3 separate regions of the Anser cygnoides genome follow, and regions 2 and 3 are each linked to region 1. Evidence: chromatin contacts called from public Hi-C data. All regions are on one chromosome and are shown on one strand. The core of a region is the stretch at or near the end of the contact, and the rest is flanking DNA. Distances in the headings are between cores, read along the strand shown. Region 1 holds the start of VEGFA (vascular endothelial growth factor A). Region 2 overlaps LOC106029742 (a long non-coding RNA gene). Region 3 overlaps LOC125184894 (a long non-coding RNA gene).

Region 1 (5,160 bases), core at 893-3,392:
GGCTGGATTTCTCCCCTCGCCCAGGGGTGCAGGATGCCCCGCAGCCGTGGGGCTGGGTGGGAGCTGGGGAGGCTCCTGGCTCGGACCGAGCTGCCACCCGCCTGCCAGCCTTCCTCGGGATCGGCAGGACCCCGGCGACTTTCCCCAGTACCGCACGAAGGGGTGACACAAACCGGTTAAAAAAAAAACAAAGGGAAGAATGGGTCTAAGATGTGCCGAGAGCAAAGATTTTATTCGGATTTATTTTTATGTTTTGTGTGTTCCCCTCAGCCAGCAGGTGCCTCTATAGAGCCAACGCTTTGCCTGTATCAGTGGGAGTCTGTGGCACAGTGCTGGAATACCTGCTTTCTAACGATGATATGGCCTTTTCTTTCTTCGGTGTCTTTTTCCCCTTCCCCTTCCTCCAGCCTGTGGCGAGCCCCAGGAAGCTGCCGGTCTGGACTTCCACCCCGTCCACCACCGAAGGTCCTTGGGGGACGGCGGCAGGAGGGAGACCGATCTATGTCGACACGCGTGTGTTGCTACTATATCCCACAGGAGGAAATTTCGCGGGTGACACGAGCGAAGGAGCTCGGTTGGCGAATGCCTGCGGTAACCCCGGGGAGACGGAGACACCTTTTTGCCCTTCAAATACCTTCCCAGAAAGCGGGACGGGGTTTGCCCGGCAAGATCTCCAGTATAATGCCCTTCTGCAGGCAAAGGCTGGTGCGGGCAGGCCCCACGACCTAGGGGGGCTGGAGCTGGATACAGAGAAATAAAACCCAACCGAGGATGCGCCCCCTCCCCTTTGACACGTAGGTGCTAAGAAATCACCGCAGCTGCAAAGCAAAGGGCTTGGGGGGCCGGGCGGCGGCCGGGATGGCAATTTGTCCCCTGCTGCCCCCTCCCCCCAAATGGCTCTGCTGGACTTTGGAGCGATTCCCACGGGCGGGCGAGGTGAATTTTGACCCGAACTCACGCATCGCTCGGCGGGGCAGAAAGCGCGCCCGTGGGGCTGCCGGGGTGGGGCGGGTGGGGGAAAAAGGTGGGCGCGCATCGTGGGAACCGCGGGTGGGGGACGGGGTGGGGGACACGATCCCGAGTGGGGCGAGCTTTGGGGGGGGGGGGGGGCGCGCCGCGCACCCCCTTTTACCTCCGTGGCCTTTTCGCCCAGAGCCGCAAGGACGAGAGGGGAGGGGAAGGAGGGAGGGGAATCGCCAGAGAGGGTGGGACTTCGGCGGAGCGTCTCTCCCCGCGGCCGCGCCGAGCAGTTGCAGAGCGCCGGCGAGCGGGCGGTGGGGCGGGCGCTGCGCGGGGAGCGGGCGCTGCGCGGAGCCGCCGCTGGAGTGCGCGGAGCCGCCGCTGCCGCGGCGCCGGGGGGCGAGGAGCGCACGCCGAGCCGGCGGGGGACAGCGCGCCGCGGGAGCACCTCAGCCCTCCCCGGGCACCGGGACCTGCGCTTGGCTCGCCGCCTTGCTTTATCCTCCTCCCGTTTAATTGAATTTTTTTTTTTTTCCCCCCCACCTATACTTTGGATTTTTTTTTTTTTCTCTCCCTTTCCTGCAGAGCCCCCCCCCCCCCCCCCCCCCCCCCCCCCTTTTCCCCTCTTCTCCGCCCCGGTTGCCTCCCTCTCCAGCCAGTTTGGATTTTTTTTTCTTTTTCTTTTTTTTCGCCCTCTTCTGATTTTTTTTTTTTTTTTAAAAAGCGGTGGACGGCCGAGCGGCGGCGGGCTCAGCCCCTTCCATCCCCCCGGCGGGGGGAGGCAGCCGCCGCGAAGAAGAGGTGGGGGGCGCGCAGGAAAAGAGATGCATTGAAACTTTTCCCCGCAAACTTTGGCGTGAGTGCGCGAAGCCGAGAGCGAGCGCGGCGCGGGTGCCTCTGCCTGCCCCGGTTGCCGCTGTGGAGCTCGGATTGCCCGGCGGCGGGGGCCGGGCGGCGGCGGCGGGGCGGCCGCGGAGCCTGCGCTCGGCCCGGCGGAGCGCCCACCGGGAGCAGCAGCGGGGGCCGCCGGCGGAGAGCCGGCCTTATGGAGGGGTGAACGCGGACGCCCCGAAGAGGAGCCCCCCTTCCCCCGGAGCCCCTCGCAGCGCCCGGCCGGCGGCACCCCAGGAGGGCACGGAGGAGGCGCGGGCGAGAGCGCGGCGGGGCGGCGGCGGCGGCGGCGGCGGGGCGGCGGCGGAGGCGAGGCGGAGCGCGGCGGGCCCCGTTCCTCCGCGGCGTGCGGCGGCAACCATGAACTTTCTGCTCACTTGGATCCACTGGGGGCTGGCGGCGCTGCTCTATCTGCAGAGCGCGGAGGTAAGCGGCGGGACGGGGCTTTTGTGCCCCCGCGTGCGGAGGGGAAGGGGTTGGGGGGGCGGGAAAAATTAAGAAAAAAAATGGTTTTTTTTCCTTTTTTTTTTTTTTTTTTTAAAAATTTATTCCCCCTTCCCTCGGCTCCCACCTGCTCGCTGTGCCCGTGCGAGGGGGGCGAGGCGCGGAGGGGCCGCGCACATGTGCGCGCATTGCACGCCCCCGCCGTGGGGCTCCGCGGGGCCGGGGCGCTGCGCGGCGCTGCGCGGGGCAGGGAAGGGAAGGGAAGGCAAAGGAGGGGAGGCAGCGCGCTGGCTTCTTGCATCAGCCTCTCTCCTGCCGGCCTCGGCTCTCCTGACATTGCAAAAGGGTGTTTCGGCGGTATTTGCCTTGGGTCCCGGCTCGGGTTCGCGCTGCCTTGTGGAGTTCAAAATACCTAGCTGGAAAAACAAATAGAGATCAAAGAGGACAAAATGGATCCTGAATTTCTTCCAGATTGATTTTTTTTTTTCAAAATGCATATCTCCTGCACCGAGATTACAAAACCCCTCGTTTTTCCCTTCTCTCCTTCCTCGGTCACTTTTACTTTTGCCTCATTGTCATTCCTGAGCGATTAGAAACCGACTCTTCCTCCTTGTCTTTCTCTCCTTTAAAAAAAAAAAAAAAGGAGAGAGAAAAAGAAAGGCAGCTTTCTGTGCAAACCTGTCCTATAAATCTGTTTTCAAAAGAGTCAAGAGGGCTGTGTTGCCAAGAGATATTAAGGGGTTTAGACAGAGTGCCCACGTGAAAGTGGCTGTATGCTAGGCAGGCGTGGATTATGTTTTAAGGGCTGTAAGGAGCTAGTTCTCCCCTGCCATTCCTCCTCAGCTCTTGGCGAGAATGCGGGCCAGATCATCTCCCACTGTCGTGAACATAAACGTCGCTTGCAAACTAATCAGTTATTCACATTGTTTGTTCAGCACCGATGCTGGAAGGTAACTCCCCAATTAGGAGCCATTTCAGCTGTAACCGAAGTCATGCAGGCACTGCACGCTTTGTTTCTAGCCTGTTATATCTCTACTTTCTCCAGTGACAGCCGCACGTTAGGCTGTGCTCGATGGGAACCGAGGCTGAGCTCTCATTAGAGCGTGTCACGGAGCAGCTCCGTGCAGCCAGCCTGCCAGATTTGGCTCGTGGGACGATTCTTTCCGCTCTCCAAGAGTTTTTCCACCGTCACCGAAAACAGGGCTTCTTTGCCTCCCAGCTCCTCAGTAAACTTGCAGAGCAGCGTCTGTTCCCTGGCTGTAGGTTAGACAACTCCGGGTCGGTGTCTAGTGATAATACCCTTCAACCCTCCCCTTGCTCCTTCTCCCCTCCCCTTCCTCTTCCCCGGAGATGAAGCTGCGGATCAGGTAGGGTCCAGGTCTGCCTGTCCTCGGGAGTCGCGTGAAAGCCTCATGCTGCCTTTTCTCCCAGGCGGGAGGATGGTGCTGCTGAGAAAAGACAGAGGGTAACAGTGGGGGGGGAAAAAAAAAGAAAGAGTAGGGAAAAATTCCGGGGTGGCGTGGGAAATGTGGGGTGGTGGGAAGCGTTGCGGGGATAATTGCACGAGAGATCGCGAGATGTTCAGACAGCCGGGTGATGCGGGCCATATAAGTGCTCAGACAGACAGACGGTGAGGTCTGTCCTTCAGTTCTGTCCTTATTTGTCCGTTGGTCGCCTGGGCACCACGGTGATGGGAACGTTGGAAATACCAGCAGATCTCACGTAGGCAGCTTGACGATGGCTCTGGGCACGGCAGAAAGCATGACTCTTCACGTTGGGACTAGGGTTTTGTGCTTTGATGATAATATTTATCTGTAGTGTTAATCAGGCTGTCGTGCTGAATAAAACCTATCTAGCTAGCCAGGCGCGTTGGAGAGAATTAAAGAAAAGCCCTGGCAGAGGCTGAGCTGGGAAGGCAGGGTCCAGCGCGTGTCAGGCTGCTTTCCTGAAGGCGAGGGAGGAGGGACGCAGGAATCACGGTGCTCCCCCGGAGAAGGCGGCAGGGGGATGGCTCCTGACCGAGGGAGCTGGTACGGTCGCTCCTGCAGCGAGGCCGGGACAGCGGGGAATTGTGTCACGGCCCGGGCTGGGTGGCGCTGATGCCACAGGTGTCTGCCTCTGCTCGTGGCACCAGCCCTTCCGTGCGGGAGAGGGAGGGAGAGGTGGTTTTGCAGTGCCACCCTCCCAGCTGTTGGCCAGCGGGCGTGTATGTAGCCCCGCAGGGTGCGGGAGGTTGCGTTTTTGTCCCCTTCCAGTCCCCGGTTTCCTAGAGAATGGGGGAAGGCAGGTCCTTCCCCATCTTCCTTTGTCCAGGGGTCTCGGCGGCGGCATGGTGGCGGGTGCATGCTGGTGGGGGGCTGAGAGCTCATCCCTTCCCACGCCGAACCGTGGAGGGACCTGGCTATACCAGCTGTATTGCCACAGGGAACAGGCAGCGATCAGACACGGAGGGAGGGAGAGCGAGCCTGTGACCAGACTGCTAATGATCACACACCCACCAGCCGCGCTGCCTTCGGCGTGCCTCTGCGCCAGGCCCCGCTGGGAGCCCCCGGAGCCTGCCTCCCGAGCCCCCTGGCAGCCAGGACACCACGGGTCACCTTCCCCAGAGCCGCTGCGGGCCCGCGGTCCGGGGACACGCCGGGAGGAGGAGGGCTCCTTCAGGAGCAGGGGAGAGGGGAACCCATGCTGGGGTCTCGGAGGGGCTCTCCGATTCCTGAGCGACCCCGAATCGGGTCTCTAGTCCGTCCTGCTCCGTGTCAGAGGTGCCTGCGCCGTGCTGGCAGCTCGCGGGATTACTGATCTCCGTCTGTAGGTACAATGGGGAAGGAGTGCAGCGAGTCCCCCCACCGCTTAAGTAGAAACCGC
Region 2 (5,160 bases), core at 1,210-3,709, 110 kb after region 1:
TACAAAGCACACTTGTGGCATTGAGTCCAAGGCAAACAGGCCCTAAGAAGCATTCTGGCTGGTGTGCCCATATTGCTGGGCCAGCCCTTCTGGCAGAGAAGCCAAAGAGGAGAAATCATGTCTCCGTTGTATTGTCACTGCTTGCCATGGTACCCAGGCACCTCCTGTGTTCGGCAGCGGAGGACTGCAGGCAGCTTGGGGATGAAATGCTGCTTGCCTGGTAGGAGAGAAAACATCCTCCAGCAGCGGGTAAGAAAACAAAAATTCTTTTTTCTCTCAGTCCAGCTGGTCAGTATCATAGTTTTGAGCATTTTACATTTTAACCGTTCTTCCTCTTTTGAAATGTGACTTCTATTTGGTGACCCTCCTGCACTGAATTTTGGTGTTACCCAGGACTAGAGAGAATGCAGACTGCTCCCCATAGTGACTGATGTGTTCCCCAGGTACAATTTGTCTGCTGCTGTGCTGCAGTGGCCCTGCATCCCCAAGAAGTCCTCTCCTCAAACACTGCAGATGCTAAGTCAAACCCTGTTAGACTGCCCACAGCTCCTCTGCTCCCTCCGGGGAGAAGGTGTTAGTGGGAGTGATGAGTACATGCTCTGGCTGGAAAGACTTGTCCAGCTCTGGAAGAGATCTGACTCCTGCTGGTGGGTGTTGGGGACCAGGGCATGCCACCCAGACGTATCCATCTGCTCAGCGGCTGCTGGGATGACCTGTGTAAGTGCACGCACAGTGGTCAGTGGAAATCACGAGACACCCTCTGGACTGAGACACCCCGCCAGAACAATGAAGCATACGAAGGTTAGTGACTTTCTCAAGCCAGTGGCTGGGAGATATCCAAGGAATGCAATGGGAATATGACTCTGCTGGGATGCTGCCAGCGACTCAGGATCACATGCTTACGTGATGCTTAATATGCCATGCAGTGCCTTTGGGCATCCGATGCCAAGCGAGACCTTCATCCCTGGGGCTGGACTCTGCACCGTGCAGAATTCGGAGCAGGACTCATCCTGCCCTTTGTGCCTCACCTGGGGGTTTAAGCAGCCAAAGGAGGGACAGGGTGCCAGGCGGTTCTCTTCAGTTCTTGGTGCAGGTGTGGAGGGAAGGATGCGTCCTCTCCTCTGCTCTCCTCCTCCTCCCCTCTCCAAGGATTTTTTGTTGTGCATTGCTTGGGGGTCTTCTGTGCACCCTAGCAAAGGTCCTCCGTGAAGATGTGAAGTCAGCTCTGGCGTATGAACACCAGCCAGGACCACTAGTGGCCATGTTCACATCCATTGCCTGTCTGGTGACCACCATTTCCTTTGCATCAGAGTATTTTGAATGAGATGCAGGTCTTTCAAGGAGGCAACACGACCATGGAGCTAGAGCTAAGTCACTGCGGGCAGGTATTGCAAGAAATCTTTCTGCCTTGCTAACTTCTTTGAGGCTGAACAAACTTGATCAGCTTCCTTTCCCCCAACCTTCAAGAGAGATTTTTTTCTACAGGGTGTCTGGGCTCTTATCAGCTTTGTTAAAGGCATCTTACCCGAGGCTGACAGCACCCTCTTCCGTCTCTCCAGCAGCTCCTTTCATATCATCAAAAGGCAATGGGTGTGTTATCAGGCAACGGTTTTGCTAAATCATGAGATTACCTCAACTCACATTTTAAAATGCGTGTCTCTAACCCTTGAAGGTCCAGAAGAAAGTTTAATACTTTGAAACACCTAGATTTCAGCATCAGCATGAAAAAAAAATCTTCATTTTCAAACATATTTTGAAAATCCTACAGTTTCTTACCAGACTTACATTTCTGGGTACCTGAACTCTGTTTTTTGGGGGGCAGGACTACACCAAGGAACAGAGTTTCCTAGCAAAAAAGTTTCAACAGACAGCAGATAACCTTATCCATGGTGAGATCGTCCTGGAAAAGCACTTGCAAACACAGAAAATCTTTTAATGTAGGGGTAGGAGGAGCAGTTGCTTCCTTTTGTGAGTCTGTGAATGACAGGTTGTTCTTCTCACAGCCCTGAGACACTCAGGAGCATGAAATTGTGCTGTCGAGTAAGCACAGAGACAGGAGATACCCAGAGAAATGCCTCTAGTGGAAGCTTTTGGTCTGGTCTCCGTAAATTATTTCTGTAAGCAATGTGAAGGCATTAAAACATAACATGAGCCAAAAAAAGATTTGTTAGATCTCTGGGATCAAGCACCGTTGTTGTTCCAGGCTGTTTTTATGCAGCTCTCAGCACCGTGGGGTCCAAACTCCTAAGGTTCCTTTCGGAGCAATAATACAGATAAGAAGCTAATGGGACTGGGAGCATAACATCCAGGAAATCTGGTGGCCACAGGAAAGACATTGGTGACAAAAATACAGCTTCAGCAAAGGATTAGGGCAGCAAATTTTATAAGAACATAGGTGTGCAGTAGATATCTTTCTAGATCTGTGGTAAGGAAAGTCTGCAAAGGAGAGATTAATTACACAGAAAGAGTTAAATAAGCTCTGCCAGAGGCAACAGAGAAGGAGAAAACCATGACAAAGTGTTGTTGTTAGCTTCGACAGTCAACATGTCATAAAAAGATCAGGGTGAAGTATTCGTAAAATTTTGAATGACAGAAGTCCACAAGGTGTGTCATTTTAAAATAGACACGGGAGCGCAAACAGAGCCCTGCACAAAGTTAACAGAGTTCACGGAAAGTAAATGGAATAAAATCCCATTGCACAATAGAATGGTGCTTCTGTCAGCCCGCCAATGATGTGAGATTTGGGTACATTACAGACAAAGAAGCCATGCCTGTAGACATTTGTACTGTGGATGCTGCAGCTGTGCGGGTAGTCAGCCCTAAAACAAAGTAATTATTGGGGACAATTAAAGGAACAAAGGAAAATGTGCTTGACAAAACCCTTACTGTAAGAGACCACAGGCAAGTTTTCTGAGGTCCGGTGGGTATTATTGCATGCAGTTGCAAAAGAACATCCATGCATCAATACCTGGAAAAGCTCTGCTGCTGGTCCTGGCAGGACCATGGGGTGAAGCACAGCTTAGACAAGAGGGAGCAGTCCAAAAATCTCCAGAGTCTTCAGAAAAGATGCAAAGGCAGTTTTGTTTTTTCAAAGGACCTAAAGAGTCTTTGACTAAACCTGAGACAACTGAATGCAAAAACATTGTGGATGCAGCTCCTGTGAGGCCAGCCCAGCCGGCAGCTCCTCGGGCCTGGTGCTGTTGTGTTTGCTTCAGTGATGCGAGCGCTTCTCTGCATGGGGTCACAATGCAGCTCTGGGAGGGACACGCCAGCTCACAGATCCCATCTGTCCAAAGCCGGGTACCTCCTATTGCTAAAATTATAATCTGGCTGTTAGTGAATGAGCCCTGTGAATAGAATAAGCCAGTATTTGGTTATCTCCTTCGGGCTGTTCGCTCCTTGCGTTTGGCAGGACGCTGTGCGAGTTAGTGTCATTGTGTTGGATGCACACTTTCTCCCTTTTGGCAAGTTTTGCTGTGAACTCAAGAGGGAAGCAGGCAAACCATTCTCAAATTCTGCTTAGAAGAATTTTTAAAGGCCAGTACAAGCTGCTAGAGGGGAAATCTGTCAGAACGTGGATTTTAAGAAAATCAGTTGATGCCAAAATTCAATGCAAGAGGACAGATGCTTTGATGTTGGTAAACCGATTCTTGGTGCTTGGATGGATGGAGCTATGGGAGTACAAAGCATTATTATTAAACCAAACACTGAGTTATTCAGAGGCATAAAACATTGAATTACAAAGGAGAAGGCCTCAAAACTTCCTTGCAAGAACACACCAGTGCATCACTCGTGAATGTGCAGGGAAGGCTGCTGACTTTCCCAGCCAGGGAAAGGCTGTTGTCGTTCACGTGAGCGTTCCTGAGATCTCAGGCTATTTATCCGAAATGCTGAATTTACAAGCCACTTACCCATGCAAGGAATAGGACCTGTGTGAGGCTCCTTAGCTGAGAAAACAAACAAGCAACAAAGAGGAAAGAAAAAGAGGAATGAGTCCAGCCCTCTGGCTTCTTTATCACTTTTTGCCTCGGGACATGAGCCATGGCCTTTAGAAGGATGCAGCAAGCCTCTGTGCATCTCTGGGGTGAGGTAGCACTCCTGTATGCCTGCTGGGACTCCAGCAAAGGTCAAATAATCCCAGGAGCCCCCTCCGTCTCCCCAATGGCTCTCTTTTGAATGCAGCAATCACAGGGACACTGCACACAGATCCTCAGCGCACATCCAGGGAAATCCATGTGCTGGCGTCACCACCTTTTGAATAAGTGGGTCCCATTTATTTCACTGACACCTCACAGCCCCCTGGGAGCCTTGCCAGGAGGATCCTGACATGCCCCAGAGGACCTGTCACCAGAAAGCGCTTCCCAGCCTACTCCGAAGGTAAATGGCTTTTTTCCCTTGCTTGCACTGTGGAATTCACAGTCCAATTTACAAGCCCCTCTGAGCTATTAGTAGTACAGCTGATAAGCCAGGAAACATTACAGAAGCTGCCCCCTGCATCTGTGATTTATATTCCTTGCTAAATATAAAACTCTCAAGGCTCGGCACATCAATATTTTGGAACGGAGCACATGGAAATATTTGATGGATTGGGGAGAACAGATCTCTTTGGCCATTCGCTCACACTTGCCCTTTTGTGAGCAATCTGTCTTTCCCTGCAGCAGACAGCGGAATTTGGGCACAACAGCTGGAGTTCCAGTATCTCTGTGCTTTATTTGTGAGGGAGCCTGGATCTGAGCCATCCAGGCACTGGCCATCTGCAGATGCAACTGTGGCACCAAGGGTTGCAAGAGCCCGTCTGCGCTTTGAGGGGCTGCCTGTCCTTGCAGCCTTGGTGGCACCTCTGCAGAGCACACTGGGAAGCAAGTTGTGCTACAGGGACTCCATGTCTTCTCCTCACTGTGCATTGGGATGGTGCCTGCTTAGCTGAGAGGCTGGTGTTCCCACTGTGGGCAATTTGGGCTGCGTCTCTAAGAGCAGTATCACAGCCGGGATACAGTCACCATTCAAGCCCAATGGTTCTCAGTCTTCCTCTAATGGTGTAAATTTGGGAACCTGATAGGTGAGACATATTGCTTCAAAGAAAGGAGGAATGGTCAGTGAATAACTGTCAGCAAGTGAGACTCCTTCGTTTGCCTAGGACAAGCAAAGCATCCGATCCAT
Region 3 (5,160 bases), core at 1,972-4,471, 69 kb after region 1:
GTCAAATTAGCTCATGTAAAAATGCTTTCCACTTACATAGCTTCTAAACACTGCTAGGACAGCCTGCTCTCATCGAGCCAGACATGTGGATCCCTATTTCAGGAAACATGGCACAGGAGGCATAACCCAGCTGGGGCAGGGCAAAGTCAATGAGGCCACCTAGATGTGCTGTAGCGGAGGATCTGCTCCAGTGATCATTCTCACAGCACCTCTGGGCTTCCCAGGCTCTCTGTGGGGTCTCCCCTCGTGTCCCCACTCCACAGTGCACCGAGCAGCAGCAGCACTCGCTCCCCTGTGCATGCCCATGGCTTTGCAAATATTTCTCTTTGTTTGCTGTAAATGAGGGAAGGACTGCCTGGGTGCTGAGGAGGAGGAGATGCCCCGCTGAATGCATCTTTGTAATAATGTGCACTTTGGCATCTGAGTGGGTGTTTAGGCAAACCTGCAGGAGAAAAGTAGGGTGTCCTGGGGACCCTGCTGCTCATTGCTGTTGATGAAGTGGCGTTCTTCAATGAGCCTCTGAGAAAGAGGGGCTACACTGCAAAATGTTTGAGAAAGAACAAATCTTTCTGGAGACTTTTTTGATCTGGCTGGCATTGAGGCACCACCCAGCATTCCCCAGGGGAAAGAAGTGTCAGGTTGGCAGGCTGCTCGTCTGCACCATCAGAAGTGAAAAGGGGGATGGGAGTCCCACCTGCATCAGATAACACCTCTCGCTGCTGGGGTAACAACCGTGACAGGACCCCTGCACACCGCCATCAGAAGCACCAGCCCACCCATCCCTTCCCCACCATACCCATTGCTTTCCTCAGGCTGGTCCCAGGAAAATGGGACATGGCAGGCTCAGTTTTCATCGAGTTGAGGCTTCTGCAACACAGCCTGTTTTCTCAATAGACACCAGCTGCCGGAGCGTTCTGTGATGTCCCCCTCTTGAGACATCAACAGTTGGTCCCCATGCCGAAAGCACCTGGGCAAGCAGCCGAACGCTGGTGGGACCGATCCATGCGGGAGATGAGTGGAACGGAGAGCATCAGATTCTTCCTTTTCCAGAGGGGGAGTTGCGGCGTGGGCAGCTGAAATTGTTTCCGATGTGTCACAGGGGAAATGTGTGTCTCAGTGTCATGAAGGGCCTCTGCAATGGGAACTAAACACCTACCTTCCCAGTACCGGTCTGCTGATTTCTCCAGAAGGTGTTTCTCCAGCCCCTGCCCAGGCCATGACACATCTCTCTTCCTTTCCTCTCTTTGTTCCCTCAACACCTGAGGTACTGATGTGGGAGACCTTTCCAATGGCTTGGTTGGGCTGGGTTACCTTCGCGTTCTGTCTCAGAAACACACACATGCCCAGGAGGTTTCTCAGACCATACAATGATTAAAGTACTCACGCCACTCGATCCAGGCAGCTGTTTACTGGTTGCTTCTAAGGTTTGTGTGCATTCTCTTAGCACTAATGACTAGAAAGGTGAGAGCATACCATTGCTCTAATCCCTTCGTCCACTGGACCTAGAACCCCAGCCTCAGGCAGAAGGGAATTATAATAAAGCCATAGGTGATGCATTCTGATATCCTAAAGATATATTGTTGCTGTCCTGAAAAATCTAGTTGTGCTCAGTGAGGCGTGTGAATTGCTGCTGTTATCCTGGATTCTTGACAGACTTTATGACCAGAAGAGAACTATTGGATTTACAATATAAAAATAAGGTAACGATAACACCAGGAAAAAGCATTTGCAAAATAACCTGCATTCTACATCTCACAAATAAGTAAATAAATAACTCTTGGAATTATGATTGGGAATAGTAGTTCTTGAGACTTGTGGAAAGGATGGAAAGAGAAGCCAGATGAGTCAAAACTCAAGGTGGGACCATGCTGTTCTCCTCACTGAGGGAAAGCCAAAAAAATCAACTTTCAAGAACCAAATTTTTGCACTGTCCATTGGACATTCTGCAAAATGTGATATGTGCAATATTTGTGAATGATGCTTCTCCTTTTTATTTTTTATTTTTTATTTTTTTGTAAAAATATTTCTTTAAACAGTAATTTAGTGCCTCAGAGACCTCAACTCTATATAATGCAAGGAACCAAAGGAGACTTATAGTCCTGAGGGTTTCTGGAAGCCATATGAATGTATAGCATCTCAGAAATAGCTCAGCTTTCTGACAGACAACATGCTACCCTTGGATGTGTGTCTTCAGCTGTGCAAAATAAAAAAGTAGAGAGTCATCATCTACTACTACTAGGATCCTTTTCTAAAGGACTCTCTTTAGAAAGCCCGTTATGGGATATCAAAAGGGGTTCCCACATGGTTTTAGATGCTCATGACACCTGGAAGGCTCCAGCACAAGTGGGTTTAGCAGACTGTGTCTGGATGTTCTTGTTTTTTTCAGGGGCTCAAGTGACAGCAGCAATAAAGACACAACCTTTTTCATGCCCAAATTGTCTGGCCTAAAGCTGGCTGTGGGCTGCTGCTCTCAGACCTCCTGCTGCAGTATAGCTACAACCTAAGCCTACGCTCTCTTTGCCACCCCTAGGTCTGGCTGTACTGCCCCAGCTCATGTAGATGTTTACCAACTGCTGATCTCTGCTGAAGTCATTGCTCAAATACCTGGACAGATGTTGGGTTGGGGTGAGACACTCCCTGAACATATGTGGGTTATAGGTGAAAAGTGTGTCTTGCATGGCCTTGCTTGTTACCATCTTATTGTCAACAGTGAATCCTTTGTTATCTTTTAAAATAAATATTTCTCTTGGATTTAAATCTACTCTGGAAAGTCTGTGCCTTTCCCAGTCAGAGGAAGCATCTGACAGCCTCCCATGTGTTGTGAAACTAGCTCTTTTCCTATGGCTGCTTCCATGGTTTGGAGTGGCTAAATCTTCTCCGTTCCTCAGCCATGGTGGCTGTGTCTGGCACCGAACAACTATTTAGACTTATTTTGCCCAGTAAAACTGAGGTTGCAAAGCAGGATGGGAAATAGGACTCTAGTCCAGAAATAAATCAGTTTATGTCAACAGACTTAACTCTTCGTGGTCACTTCTTTGTTCATCTGAGTCTGCCTGAACTAGGATTTTAATCACAAAAAAACTTGGAATATAGAGGGGGAAATGCTGGAAGAGCTAAGGATCTCAAAAGATTCCCACTGCGTGCACCTTACCCCAGGAAAGAAAAACCCACAGTAAGGCACTTTACTCTGTTTAGCTACAACTATTTAAATGTTGGGTGCAGGACCTTTGTACAAACACTGTGCAAGCTTGCAGGAAAGTGCATAGCTTTTCTTTGCAAAGCTGACAGTCTAAATGCAAAGAGGCAGAAGCAGTGGGAAGGGATTTTCATGTAGCCAGTCTGTGCCTGAGTTCCTCTTTTCCAGACCCCCTTATGCCTAATTGCTCCCTCTTGATCATCATGGAGGGGAGAACTCTGATTAAGCTAGGGAACTGGCAAAGTCTGAGGTTAAATTGAGAAATGAGATGATGGGAACAGTGATTTTGGTTAGAGAATCATAGACCCACTTCTTGAATTATCATTGCCTATTTATGTGCCATTATTTCTAACAAACTCTTGTTTCAGCCAAATATTTTCTCTTTGTATGCTCCAGACAACACTTTCTAATCCATGTTTGTTTTATTGTGTGGCTTCAGTTTTTTGTTTTTGTTTTTGTTTTTGTTTTTTTCTTCCCTGCGCATGATTACACTTATAATCACCTGGTATAAAGATATGGTCAAGGACAAAGGGAAAGCAGAGAAACATTCCCCATGGACAGTCTCAGAAGCTGCTCAGGGGTGAGTGCTGAGGTTCTGCAAAATCACACTGTGGCAACAGCGAGCAGAGCAGTCGCTATTTTGCAATATACTGACGTGACAGTGATCACTAACTGGCATTCACTTAGGCTCTTCACGCTGCATTATTGTGTGAGATGTCGTTATCTGGCAGTGACATTCATCTGACTACACACACCCTACATGTTCACAAGCTGGCTCCAAAGGAGGGAGGGTTGGTTTATTTTAATATGTCATGGTGAATATTTCAGCTGTCACTCTAGGGAAACTGTGTGCTCACACTTAAGGATGGCCTCACATGTCCCCTGCGCTCTGGCAGATCATGCAGATCACACAAGTAACATCAGGGACAATGTTTGATGTGGCAGCGGTTGATGCCCACAGAATTTATGAGACCGAGGTCTCTGTTTCACAGTACAAGGCACAGGTGCACTGTTCCAGATGATGCTGGTGGAGAAGTCATCCCAAGCACGGGACTCCTTCTGTGGTGATACTGACGTACAGACCTGCTGCATCATCTGCATTCAGCAGCCTAGGCAGGAATGTGGCAGGATTGGGCTCTGGGAGAGGAGCTGGTGTAAGGATAACCCATCGTGCCTATTGCAGGCCTTTTGTGTGAGCCAGCTGTGCTGGAGGAATAAGAGATGCCGCAATGTGTGACCTTGCCACTCTAGGTTGCAGAGCATGCTTTTTGTTATAGAGGGGTTTTAGACCTCTCATTCCTAGGCTCACTGAGCCCCTACGGTCGTAGGAGAACACCTTTACTTCCACATGCCCTATTGCTCCATCTTTCCTGGGAGATGGGAACAGAAACCCCCTCAGCCTGCAGATAGCGTTGACACCAGGTCTCATGTGCTCTGATCAACACTGGGCGGAGGCAGCACCTTCATGAGCAGCCATATGTGGGAAGAAAAGCGGTGAGCTGGCTGTGAAACAGCCAGTGTAAACATCTCCTCCCAGGACAGATGCTGTGCTCTGGGCTCCCTGTGCAGCTCGCAGCATCTCTGGTGTTCCAGTGCTACACAGCCTCCAGTGCTGTCCATCAGGGTGTCATGTCCTGCAAGCAGAGTGGGAACAATGTTGTTACTGGGGAGCCTTGCTAGAAAAAATACACTTTTTGCTCTCTGTCCCCAGGGTTAGATTTGGGGCTCCTAGTCCCAGTGAGGAGCTGCAGTCCTTGAGTAGCCCATCCAAGCCACGGGTGCATTTCTGGAGGGAAGTGCTGCTCACCAGGATTTAGGGAGACAGATGTTAATATACCCTGATTAAACGGCTTCATGGCCATATTTAGGCTGTGAGCTGGCCTAGAGGTAGGACGTGGCTGGGCTGTGGACTGGGAGCTGGTCATTGCTGTTGTGGGCTGAATTTCCTGTGCAGCCTGAATGGC

Evidence for each region. Hi-C and Micro-C count contacts between places; a contact is called where the count stands out from the background.
Region 2: a Hi-C map of liver shows a contact between it and region 1, with 2.1 times the contacts expected there. The contact joins the enhancer-like site here to the promoter of VEGFA in region 1. A contact is called at or near these places in 3 of 7 Hi-C or Micro-C datasets (granulosa cells and liver).
Region 3: a contact with region 1 is called in a Hi-C map of liver, with 2.3 times the contacts expected there. The contact joins the enhancer-like site here to the promoter of VEGFA in region 1. A contact is called at or near these places in 2 of 7 Hi-C or Micro-C datasets (both in liver).

Annotation. Positions count from the first base shown.
Region 1 is chr3:34,258,683-34,263,842 of Taihu_goose_T2T_genome, reverse strand. It overlaps VEGFA (vascular endothelial growth factor A), which reads left to right and starts at 2,142. Exons shown (of 6, transcript XM_066993857.1): 1 at 2,142-2,277. The coding sequence starts at 2,212.
Region 2 is chr3:34,151,095-34,156,254 of Taihu_goose_T2T_genome, reverse strand. LOC106029742 (a long non-coding RNA gene) reads left to right here. Exons shown (of 5, transcript XR_010830209.1): 4 at 1-4,377. Among named protein-coding and RNA genes, the nearest start is that of VEGFA, 110 kb to the left of the region's middle. Within about 2 kb of position 2,459, at least 1 of the 3 cell types and tissues checked has open chromatin away from gene starts, as enhancers often do. A contact at or near this core is called in liver, where this site is marked.
Region 3 is chr3:34,190,967-34,196,126 of Taihu_goose_T2T_genome, reverse strand. LOC125184894 (a long non-coding RNA gene) reads right to left here. Exons shown (of 2, transcript XR_007169513.2): 2 at 2,983-4,830. Among named protein-coding and RNA genes, the nearest start is that of VEGFA, 68 kb to the left of the region's middle. Within about 2 kb of position 3,221, at least 1 of the 3 cell types and tissues checked has open chromatin away from gene starts, as enhancers often do. A contact at or near this core is called in liver, where this site is marked.